Regions from separate parts of the Drosophila melanogaster genome. Here region 2 is linked to region 1. A link is a contact called in public targeted proximity ligation data. All regions are on one chromosome and are shown on one strand. The core of a region is the stretch at or near the end of the contact, and the rest is flanking DNA. Distances in the headings are between cores, read along the strand shown. Region 1 holds the start of Lamp1. Region 2 holds the start of RpL21 (Ribosomal protein L21).

Region 1 (6,546 bases), core at 1,847-4,346:
ATGTAAATAAAAGTAACTCAAATTTTTAAATCTCGAATACTTTGAAAATATACGAAAATACAGGTACTTTCACTCGAATTTCAAATCTAAACGACTTTAATAATACTTTGCAGTTCTGTAATTTTTCCCGCCGATGTAGGGTTACGTCAGACATTCTGTCTTAAGCATTTTATAAATATTTTTTTGATTTTTCTTATGCTTACTTCATCCGGAAGTTCTCCCAGTGTATTTTTGTCTCCTAACCCTGCTTTTTTTGTCATCGTGCTTAACTATACTTTGTGTTCTTTTTTTATTAATACATCTTTCTAACAATTAAATTAAATACAAACCGCAGGGTCTTAATTTATTTGAGACTGCGTTCGCGCTACGGTTGCTTCTATAGGCTTTGGTCACTCAATGGTGCTCCACGGGTTCTCCACTGGACGGCCTGACCAAAGACACTAGAATAACAAGATGCGTAACGCCATACGATTTTTTGGCACACGATTTTTTCGCCGTGGCTCTAGAGGTGGCTCCAGGCTCTCTCGAATTTTTGTTAGAGAGCGAGAGAGCGAAGAGCGCTACAGCGAACAGCTCTTTTCTATTATTCTAGTTATTCTAGTGTCTTTGGCCTGACTCGGTTTTATTCTATCTTTCTGCCCGCCTAAACAGTTAAATCCATCGCGTCAACTAACTGATCACTTTTCCCCTGATATTCACTAACCTGTGACTGCCCCAGTCAAACCTTGGGGTCTGGGCGGTGAAACTGCTGCGCAATGGATGCGAAGATTTTTCCAGATTAAATTTCCGGCTGGAAAACACATGCAAAAACTTAGACCGCGCACCGTTTTCTGGCGAGTAAAACACATTATGATAATATAATTCCGCACTAAAAAAAATGTACTCGCCGGCAGGTTATAATTTTACAACAAAACGAACTTTTCATGACTTGACGCCACGACGATTTGTTTAGAAAAGAAATAGAACGGAAACTCAAGTCGGGGTTTAAATGAATTTAAAATGGCCCTAAATTAGTACCCCAAGGCTAAGCGCATACTTCCCAAAGTCTGTCTATCAGGAGCTTTCATAAGAGCTTCAGTCGCCACTACAAAGCCAACAAGCACGGCATTCCGTATGGAACACGCTCTATGCCTTATTTTCTGTGTGGGGGCCTAGTTCATAGGGCTGACCCTCTGATATGCAGTTATTTCAAAAAGTGTGGATATTATGTTTGAATTATTCCTGAAATGTCCTTAAGCAAACGTCCTTTAAGGTGGTTTAGGGAACATTTTGGAACACGCTCTCCGATTGGAGATATTCCTTAAAAATTGGAATACATATTTTTTAGTTGCACATTTTATATACCTTCTTAAGTCCCATAAAATAAAGTCGTACATACATAGTTAGACCAAACTTTTCTAAAACATTTAGCTTTTATATTTTTAAGGATTCACCTGTAAATAACGAAAAATAAATAAATAAAAAAGTTCCCATGAAAAAAACTCCACCGTTCCGCCAAAGACCCTAGAATAACAAGATGCGTAACGCCATACGATTTTTTGGCACACGATTTTTTGGCCGTGGCTCTAGAGGTGGCTCCAGGCTCTCTCGAATTTTTGTTAGAGAGCGAGAGAGCGAAGAGCGCTACAGCTAACAACTGTATGTGTGCACACGTATGCTCATGCATTGTAAATTTGACAAAATATGCCCTTCACCTCAGAAGTTCTTAGACTTTAAATCTATATTATTTTTGATCAATTGGCACCATGCGAAAAATTCTTGTTTTGCATTGCCTTAACGTTATTATTGTTTGAAAATAGATTAGAAATAGCCAAATCTATGTACATATTATCACAAAAATAAATTTCAAAAATGGCTTTATATTAGAATATTTGTCATTAGAGTATTCATATTGAGGCGTGTGAAAAATTAATAAGGCAATGATTGTTGAGTGCTTGTGTCCGCACTTCGTGCCGCAAGATATGAACAAAGCAAAGACACTAGAATTATTCTAGTGTCTTTGATATGACTTTTGCAATAAACAGTTATCATATTTTTATGAAATTTATGAAATTACAGTAGTTATAATAATTTCTATTGTACTTCCTTTAATTATTTAGTATATTTATTAAGTCATTTGACTTAATATGATGTAACATTAACATTAAAAGTGTTTAAAAAAAATATTTCGCTTTTAAAAAATTGTCAGATGAAAGACAAATTAGAATTAAACAAAAATATAAATGTGTAAACGGATAAACGAATAATTCTAGTGTCTTTGCTTTGTTCATATCTTGCGGCACGAAGTGCGGACACAAGCACTCAACAATCATTGCCATATTAATTTTTCACACGCCTCAATATGAATACTCTAATGACAAATATTCTTACATAAAGTCATTTTTGAAATTTATTTTTGTGATAATATGTACATAGATTTGGCTATTTCTAATCTATTTTCAAACAATAATAACGTTAAGGCAATGCAAAACAAGAATTTTTCGCATGGTGCCAATTGATCAAAAATAATATAGATTTAACGTCAAAGAACCTCTAGGGTGAAGGGGATATTTTGTCCCATTTACAATGCATGAGCATACGTGTGCACACATACAGTTGTTAGCTGTAGCGCTCTTCGCTCTCTCGCTCTCTAACAAAAATTCGAGAGAGCCTGGAGCCACCTCTAGAGCCACGGCGAAAAAATCGTGTGCCAAAAAATCGTATGGCGTTACGCATCTTGTTATTATAGTGTCTTTGGTAATACCTAACATTTTTTCATTAAGTCAATGAACTCAAAATATGGAAATTAATTTATAAATATTTCCACTGTGTTATAAACCCTGTGTGTTATAAACCTGTGTTATATAAACCCGTGATAAAATTATAACATGTTATACATATAATTCTTTCGATTGATCAGAAATTAAATGTTTGATAAGAAAATGTACTAATTGTATTATATTATGGAATTAAGAATATATTTTTTGGTATATTATTATTATAAGTTTCATTAAATATCGATAGACATCTTGCTGTAGTGGACATGTACTATTATTACGGTTCCATATGGGCTAATTTTAGTTCTTTTAGAAATTCGGTCACACTATTGATGAAGAAGGTCAAAATAAAAACTAGCTCAGTCGAGACAAAAACGTATGTGTCAGTGTAGTAGATTAACGTATAGAAAAACTGCAACACAACTTAAGTGAGATTGCCATTCAATATGTTCGCCAACAAATTGTTGACCTGCTCGGCATTACTAATAATGTTATTTTTACTAAGCAGTACAGGTTAGTGCCAAGCCAATTAAACCCTTTTTAAAACAGCAATGAAATGCGTCGCATTGGAGGCCTTTGTTCAATGTGATAATACATCGCAGTTCTTTTTATATGTATATGTATGTCGTTTGTTCATCGCACATAATTTATTTTTCCGGTGCCGTTCACGTCGCCATATGCGTTAGTGTCTTATCGGCGTAATAAGGTGTAAACGGTTGAATTGCGAGTTTTGCCTTCGTAGATCAAGGGTTTTAAACCTATTTCAGTAATCTGGCTATCCTTTCATAACTCTTCTAGAAAAATGGTGTCGCTTACGTTCGTTAGCCCCGGAGAACATCCATTTTTACCCCTTTCGCTTATTTGTTCTGGCAATTTACAGTTTTGTATGCAGATAAAGTCATCCGCCACCGTATGCATCCATATTTATTTTATGCACTTAAAATATTTATATGCATGGGTGTATAAATCGGCATATCATATTAAATTTGTATCCGCCATATAGCATACTTTAGTTTTTGGTTACTATCTGTCAATTCATATAACAAGATTTTGGGTCATTTGTTCAATACCAATGTTAGACATTTGTGCACATAGTATATACAAAATAATATATGACATAAAAAAAACAATCTGTGATAAAATAACAACAAGAGATAACGCTATAGTCGGTTCTCTGACTATCAGACTATGATAAGCGGATAAGACAACAAAGACTTGGAGCTAGACTGGGCATATGTATGTACCTACATATTTGGGGAGACATATTAAAATAAACAATTTAAAACATTTTTTTTTATAGCATGCGTGATAAAATGTTTCGGCATAGCAACAGAAGGATAAATGATTAAATCAGAAAATATTTTTTATTTTTTAATTTGTAGTGTGTTCCTACTAATCTTATCTTGTTAAATAGTTCTATAACCAGACCGAATTTAAAATTCGATTTCGACCTTATACATTTGGTTTGTATAAATATTTGACAATATGTTACGGTACGGCCATTTTCATAGGATCTCTACAAATCACTGAAAACGGAAATAAATTGTCCATCAAGTCCAAACTCACTAATATAAATAACAAAGGGTAATTTTTTGATAAGAGAACAAAGGAAATACAATTAGAGCTAACCATATGTACATTTGAATCTCTAATAAATAATTTTTTTTTCACGTCAATTTAAAGAAAATTCCGATTTAATAAAGAAAAGCTTTAATATTTTTAAAAATTCTTCTTTTAGTGTTCTCTCAAAAGCTTATTGGCTTGCCGAGAGTCGGTAAAAATGTTAGTGATTTGTTTCTGGAACAAGCAAACCCACTGACCAGCAGCTCCTCAACAATCTCAACGTCTTCGACAACAACTGAGAAACCTATCACAACCAGATCAACTTCTACAATAACTCCGAGATCTACCACACCTTCAACGGAATCACCATCGACCACCGCACCAGTGATAAGCACGACCATTGCCCCGCAACCATATCCGCAACCATCCATTGGGGCTTGGAATACCTCTTGTATTATGCTTCAAATGGCGGCACAACTTAATTTTACCTATGAGGCTAGGGGTAAGAAAATAAATCCATATTTAGATTGCGATCGAATTACGGCATTGGTGAGGTATGGGCTCTATTAGATTTTATAGAAACTCGTCTCACAGTTTTAACATTTTAATGAACTTACTGAAATCGATAAGGCAAATATTTCAGTTTAGATTAAAAAGAGATGTACATATGTAAGGATATATGTATGTATATTATATATATTATATTTACATCACTGTACACATAGAAATGATAATCAAGTTTTCAGACAATAACGAGTGATGCACTAATGATGCACTAAGGGTAACGTAAGGATAAAGACGGAGCGCAAGTTTGTTGACCCATGTTGCCACGTCCACAAACCATTTTTTTTCCCATTTTATTCCCCAATATCTATCGATATCCCAGAAAAATTATAAAAGTTGCGTTCGCATTCACACTAGCTGAGTAACGGTTACCTCTTCGGGTATCTCTTTTGTTTTTAGTTTAAATCGAATGGTGTATCAAGACTTACATAAGTAGTACATCGTATATATAACTTAATAACTTTCACTCCGTTTTGGACCATTTATAATAGTTATCTTTTAAATAATTCATCAGTAAACCAGTATTTAACATATTAAAAAGTGTATAACAGGTAGAAGAAATCGTTTCCCAGTCGAGCTCAAGGAAGCTGGGTTCGGTAAAATCGAATTTATGAAATTTGAAAGCTGGAATAGTCTGTCCATCTATGCTAATGGGCAAACGCTTTTTATTAATTATTATTTGTACTTAAATAAGCAATTATACTTACTTCTAACTTCATATATTATTATAACTAAAAAAAACTTGCATCTTTGTAAGAATATCCGACTAACGAAGACTTTTATCTTTAGAGGGAAACTTTACCACCGGTCTGTACAACATCCCCAGCAACGCATCTGTTGAAGATGCAGAATGTAAAAGCCAGACTACTCAGTTTATTCATCTGATTTGGGGACCAGAAACATCAAAGCAATCATTAATTATGTATTTTAATAAAAGTAATGACACCACTGTGCTTTCCTTTATGCAAATTCATCTGGCTTTGCTGCCTGAGGATTTTCCAGATGCAAAGGGTAAGAAAATATAAAAAATAGTAGACAGATCTGTGTCGAATAATCCCCAATTCCAGAAAATCAAACGGTTCAGCTTATTACCAGGAGCGACGGAGCGTTTAAGACACCAGAAAATATGTCGTATCACTGCACTCGTGTTCAGAAGATAAATATGACTGAGACACTCGATGCTGAGCAGTTAATTGGTTGGATCAGCGTCAGTCATGTTCAGGTGGAGGCTTTCCGGAGGGCCAACGACACTGGTTTCTCAGTTGGACACGATTGCGATAGCTCGGAAACTTCGGATGTGGTTCCCATTGCCGTTGGAATTGCTTTAGCTGCATTAATTTTGGTGGTATTAATATCATATCTGTGTGCTAGGCGTCGTTCCACCTCCCGCGGTTACATGAGCTTCTAATAGAAGGACATCAGCTTAATTGGGCAGGTTGCGAATCAAAGGAGTATGGACAGCAAATTGTTAGAGAGAAATTTAAGATTGATTTTTATTATTGGAAGCCAAAATTGATTAGTTGAAGTTGAATTAGTTTTTTTTTCAAGAGGGTCATCGAAATCATCAAGCGCAATTGGGTTTAGAATAATAAAACGGTTCTTTAAAAACTTTTTTACGTCTCTGTCTTTGTAAGTGTCCGATATTGGTTCTTGTATGCTGATA
Region 2 (6,546 bases), core at 1,614-4,113, 670 kb after region 1:
TTTAGAACTTTTCCTTTGATTAACGCTATTTTTAACATTTCAAATGCTCCTTAGTGCTTTTATGAAAACTCATATTTTTTTGGTACTGTCATATTTATGTCTCTAGCATATGAAATACATTCGTCGCTGTACAGTTATTCAGCTCAGCTGACCCGCAAATCCCGCAACCTAAAAAACTGTCTTTCTCCCTTTAAATCCAGTCGTATCTTATTGAACTCCAAGAGCTTCCAACGCAACAATTCCACTCCATCTCTCTTTTCTTTTTTTTTTGCCGACACCGCGGTATCGATGACAATATTTAGATTCCTCTCAGCCAACCGACGCTCGATAAGTAATGCAGGGAACGTACTCAAAAAAGTCGCCGTCGTCCTCGATCGCGCTAAAGCGAGTGAGTTATTCAAGCTGGTATTACTGCCAGTAACATGACATCGATGTGATTTTTCATATGGGCATTGGGTTTTTTAATAACAATAATTTTGTATACCAATTCTTTGAAATCATTGAAAAAATTTTTTTTGAATTATATTATTATATATTTTTAATATTTATATTATTATATATCAATGTAGTTGTATTGTGAGGCATTGGAAACAGTACGTTTGTAGTACTACTCAGATATTGGCAAATGTTACCTTAACCGAACACACATTTGAAATTTTATTCCATGTAGTTTTAGGTGATTAAGTTAAGATATCTTAATTGGACGAAAAATATTGAGCCAAGATATGGGAGTTACAATAACATTTAACGCTCTAAATATATTTAGTGAAAAGTCCTTTTCACCTGTTTGATTTCTGAATGTAAATTTGATTTCGCTAGTGTCGATACTGATTTACGTGGACCAGACCAAGATAAATTAATATCATTATTACTAGACTACTCAAGTTTATTCTTAAGTGGTATTCCACAAAGAAGAAAGAAACTCGACAACAGCGTTCACTCTTTCACTCATATACCCCCCGAGTAAACTCAGAGGTACCAATTCGGTTGCACACTTGTCGGGTAACACACCCCCTTTGGTGAAGGAGATCCTTCTAGCTTAAGCAACCACAGCCACCATGAAACTCCCAGAAGGGGGCCTACCTCGCATGAGCGATGCTCATCCCATGGTACCGATTAGGGCTGGGTTGGCCCCCTGTTACATACTTTTTAACGACTCGAGGATACCCTTTTACTCTACGAGTAACGTGTATACGTGTATAAAAACCAAATAATGTGCTATTTCAATGCTGCATCTTTTCTGTGTAGTATATTTATATTTAATAAATTGTCCATTTAATACATTTGTAATACTAATACATATATACTGAGTTTCCGAGCTTGATTACATTTCAACGAAATGCCATCTCTCTGCGGCTTATTGCAGAAATTTGTAAGCCCAACCCAGCTGCTAATATATTGCACGGTCCGTTTGGGCCGTATCCGTACATCAACGACCACGAGAGGCTTGGAAAACCTAAAGCTATCAGCTCCAAAATTAACACCAGGATCGAGGACGAAAGTAGTCCAGATACATTTTAATGGTGGAGTATTACGAAAAAATTCTTTCATAAACCAATTAAATACAGCTGATCTTTCAATTCCGATCTGAGACGACGTTGTTTTTGCTAACGCACACAAATTAAACAATTTTAGTTTTGATGGATGTCGATCAACTTCAGAGCTTCAAAACAACCTATGGGAGAGCATGACGGAGATCACGATATGGTTGGCGTATGTGGCACTGAAAGGCCACAAGCCTGATGCAAAATGTAGAAAAGGCCAAACCACAGCAGCAATTGTCAAGACTTGGCTCGTCTGGAAATGCCCTCACGTATATATTACTCCAGCACTGTCCGCAGACATAAATGTAATCAAATATTCGCCGTAGCCTTGAGGACGGATTTGATTTTATCTTTCTTAGTCTAGCAGCAATTTCGCAACTGCGAGAAACAATCTGTGAGCTACTGTGGTTTGAGTGAATAAATGTTTATAAATAAACAAGTCGAGAACATTTTACTCAAAATGGTAGGTAATTAGTATCAAATGACTTTGAACATAAAAACCTTTCAATAATAAGCAGACGTTGTCGCTGATCAAAACTTTAGTTGGACGCCGACCTTATTGCAAAATGAAAATTACAAAGTCTGTTTATATTGGGCACATTTTTTTTGTTTACTGAAATTATATCAAATATTATTTCATTCCGTACAATTTCCGAGCAGTAAAATGCCTTTAGGCAATGAATTCGTATGGAATCGGGGCCAGAGCAATCGGTTCTTCAAGTTTCTTAACAAAGTGCGCCTTCTTCGGCTGTTCCGGCTGGCGCTTCAGACTGACCCATTGTCCCTTTTCCTTCGCCTCCTTCAGCAATCGCTCATTTTCCTTTACGCGGCGCAAAAAATCTTCGCGGCACTTGGAGTGGTGGATGTGCTCAATGCGCACATTGACCCGCTTAGCAAGGATTTTGCCTCTTACGCGTTTGTTTACTATTACACCAACGGCGTGCTGAGTCACATTGAATATGCGCCCGGTTTTGCCATGATATGCCTTATAGGGCAAACCCTTCTGTACAGCACCATGTCCCTTAATGTCAACGATGTCGCCGATCTTGAAAACCCGCATGTATGTGGACAACGGAATAACTCCATGCTTTCGGAAGGGACGGGAAAACATGTCCCGTGTGCCGCGACGATAGCCCTTTGAGTTGGTCATTTTTATTTATAATCCCCTATAAAAAAGAGGCTTATTAGATCTTTTTCAAGTCATAATGAAGAAATATTCAACAAAACTCGTTGAACTTACGTCCACGCGGTCGTATAGTTGAGAAAAGAAAGAAAGATGGCTACTTGAATAGCGTTGCCACTGATAGCAATTAAGAGTTTAGAAACTAAATATTATGTACCGTCCACACTAAGTTACACAATAAGCTTAATCTTTTAAGAGAAGCAAAATAGTCCCAAGTCTGAATATTTGGTATTAATAAGGATTTAATGCAATATTTATGTAATACATATATTTACATTATATAAAAACATTATATATAAAATTGCACTACATACAAATGTCTAGATACAAATAATCGCTGAGAGAAGTGTTCAACTCCAAGACGTTAATATGCGCTATGGGAATAATTTGTGATTTAAGCGAATTTGTTGATACAATTTTGAAGATACATATAACCTTAAGGAAGATAAAGTCCTGCCCCATTTAATAATTTTAATTTTCAGGAACCGTTCTGCCTAAGTCTTTACTACCGTGGGACTTACTCAGTATTAATTTGCTCCCTTTTAAGAAAAGTCATTCATGATCTGATAATCGTAATTTTTTTCGAATTCGATTTAGCCAAAATCTTTTGATTTCTTTTTTAGGTGCTCTGCTTTTGGAAAATTTGTTCTATAGTTTGGATATCGCAATATGCATTCAGCGGTAAACAGCTGTTTAAGCTGTTCCAGACAACATAGCTGCCACATATTTCATAGTTTTAATTACGATGTCCGCAATTTCTTTTTTGTGGCACTTTGACCACTTAAGTAATTAAATCAAATAGAATTATTTACAAACAACACTATTGGCTCTCCTTTAAATAAATTAATGAATTCCTTCTATATATTTTATATGCCTGTTTCGTTTCACCAACAATGTTTGACCCCTTGACAAATCCAAACTTTTGTTGCCGACATCAAAATTTTGTTAGTCAAATCTGAAGTGGCGTCAGCAATAAAAATTTTATTAAATAAATTAGTGGCAGAATGATCTTGTTATGATGTGCAATAAGCATCAATAGACCACTGAGTAAACTATTTCTTCTCTTGAGTAAATAAGTTCTGTTTTAATATGAAAAAAGGCATTTACTTTTCATTTCGTGTGTCCGCTTTACATATCGAAAAAATCGTAAAAAAAAAACCGAATAATAATTAATAATTAATTTTATAAAAGCCACTCATATAAATATTTAACAGCATATATGTACATGCCACACTGTTCATTTCTTAGCGTAATGAAATAGTTTAATAAGAAATATATGAATCTATATAGGCGAGATCCGCATAATTCATCGTCATAGGATAAATTGTTTTTTTTTTTTCTGGAATCTAATTTCAAAGATTGTAGTAGTTTCAGCGCGAAACATCGATGTTTTTCACAAAAATCGTGGATGTAACATCGAAGTTTTCCGATGTTCTCTAAAATAAAATTAATATTATCATTTACACTTGAAATATAAGAAAAAAGATTTAAATATTATTAAATTCATTTAATTTAATATGTAGAATAAATTAAATATAAAACGTATAATAAAATTACAATATAAAATCAATTAGATTTAAACTGGTATAACTGGTTATATTAGAAAATTAAAAATCAGTGAGAGCTGTTCAAACAGTTGCATTTTAAGGATATCTTTTTATATATGTACATTTTGTATTTGATTTTGTATTTCTTCGGCATACCTTTAGCGTTCTAGGTCTTCTTCTTGTTATTCGAATAGCGATGATCCTAATAGCATCCATAGTCTACAATAAATATCGATGTTTCGGAAAATTTAAAACGTCTATTATATTGACTGTAGCGTTAGCCCCTTAAAATGGTTAAACTGGGATGTCAAATATTCTTCCACCATCAAGGACAGAACGCTTTTTAATACAAAATTAAGCAAAAATAGCAATTTCTCTGTCAATCTGTCCCGATTAGAAATAACTATGCGTCTAGGTGATGAAAATTTAAAAAAAAAGCTATTTATTATCTTTGGCTTGGAAAAAAGAATTTGAGGGTTAGTATATTAGTTAAATAAAACGAGTTTTTTAATTTAGACTAACATTAAATTTTGCTCAATGAGCACGTTAAAAAGCAAAAGTAAAGAACGTGTATTTATGGAGGGTGTGCGGTATAATTTTTCGAAATTCTATGGCCACACTGATTATTGGAACTCAAAACAACGTGCATATTTCCAAGTAAAATTCTTACGATTTGTGCTTTAAAAATAAAAATGAAATTCTCTTTCAAAAATAATTTATTATCTAGAACTTATTTGTATGCATTTTACGTCAGTGTGGATTATCCTTTCGAACATTAAGTTCAAACAGAAATAAAGCTATTATTAATTTAATATGTCCTTCTACACGAGTAAGACGGATGTGACTTCCATTTTAAAGACGTTTTCTGGCGTAAAACGAAATCAGGCAAATGCCGTGGCCATCAACAAAGTTCGATTTTCCACACCCAAAGAGAAGGGGCTCGCAGAATCAGTGCGCGTTGCCCTAGAAGAACGAAATTTCCATCTGGTCAAGGAGTTCACATACTTCCTCCGGGAAGCAGAACTCAGCGTAAGTTAAATTAACATAATTGTTGGTTATTCTTTACGTTTGATTTCTTTTTTTAAGGATGATGAGGTTGTAATAATCATAAAAGATGCTAAACGAATTGTTCATAATTTGACTCCAGAATTTGTAACCGTTGTCGAGGCGTTACTGTCCCTTAACTGGAAGAAAAGAAGTTCAGAGATAATCGAAGCTTATACTGAATTTTGTATCGAACTAATGGTGACCCATAATAGATATTTACCGATTGGAGTCTCTAAACTAATTGTCCACTGGATTCCTGGAGATATGGATGAATCCGATTGGGTCCACGGATGCCCTTCGGAGCACGTGCGAAATGAGTTGAAACCCATCCATAAAGTACTGGATCGCATCTTAACTGCCGTGCCAATGGCTTTCGATATTATCATAGATGCCATATCCGCCAAATTCCCCTATTTCAAAAAGCCGTACCATGTGACGGCAGGGTATCTGTATAACGTGCTTTGGTTATTAGAATACAAGCCTATTTTCGAAGAACTTGTTTTTCAACTAGTTTTACAAAAGTAAGTACTTTACTAATTTATTAATTTATATAAAGCTTGCTGATTTATACCTTACACTCAGTCCTTGTTGTTTTTAAGTCAAAATGATTTAAACTCTTCAGCTCAAAGAAGATGGGTTCGGAAAAATCGAATTTTTGAAATTTAAAAGCTGGAATCGTTTGCCCATTTTTTGCCCATGTTTGCCCACCAATAAGTTTTTTTTTTTGCCCACGTCCAGGTTTTAAGATATAAATTTTCGAAAGAGTTTAAAAATTTTCAAAAATCAAAAATTTTACTTTTTTCAAACATTTTTTTTAAATCGCAATAACATCGTTTGTCCACGTTTGCCCATTCTTTGGAATTTTGAAAAAATGTATACTTTAGAAAATATAAGTTTACCTCGGTCTAAACGTTTTTCGCCACGATTTTTTCGCCGTGGCTCTATAGATGGCTCCAGGCTCTCTCGAATTTTTGTTAGAGAGCGAGAGAGCTGAGAGCGCTACAGCGAATCACACATAAAGTGATAGCAGACAACTGTATGTGTGCACACGTATGCTCATGCATTGTAAATTTGACAAAATATGCCCTTCACCTTCAAAGTTCTTTGACTTTAAATCTATATTATTTTTGATCAATTAGTACCATGCGAAAAATTCTTGTTTTGCATTGCCTTAACGTTATTATTATTTGATAGAATAGAATAGAAATAGCCAAATCTATGTACA

Evidence for each region.
Region 2: a contact with region 1 is called in a targeted proximity ligation map of the Kc167 cell line, with 9 times the contacts expected there. A contact is called at or near these places in 1 of 107 Hi-C or Micro-C datasets (the Kc167 cell line) and 1 of 7 datasets of targeted methods (the Kc167 cell line).

Annotation. Positions count from the first base shown.
Region 1 is chr2L:21,570,293-21,576,838 of dm6, forward strand. Lamp1 reads left to right here and starts at 3,097. Exons shown (of 4, transcript NM_136267.5): 1 at 3,097-3,269; 2 at 4,495-4,821; 3 at 5,673-5,894; 4 at 5,951-6,546. The coding sequence starts at 3,203. The coding sequence ends at 6,291.
Region 2 is chr2L:22,245,012-22,251,557 of dm6, forward strand. RpL21 (Ribosomal protein L21) reads right to left here and starts at 2,864. Exons shown (of 2, transcript NM_001299204.1): 1 at 2,785-2,864; 2 at 2,135-2,710. The coding sequence starts at 2,694. The coding sequence ends at 2,215. Nubpl (NUBP iron-sulfur cluster assembly factor, mitochondrial) reads left to right here. Exons shown (of 2, transcript NM_001273759.1): 2 at 1-1,977. It overlaps Tif-IA, which reads left to right and starts at 4,865. Exons shown (of 6, transcript NM_176070.3): 1 at 4,865-5,303; 2 at 5,361-5,842. The coding sequence starts at 5,088.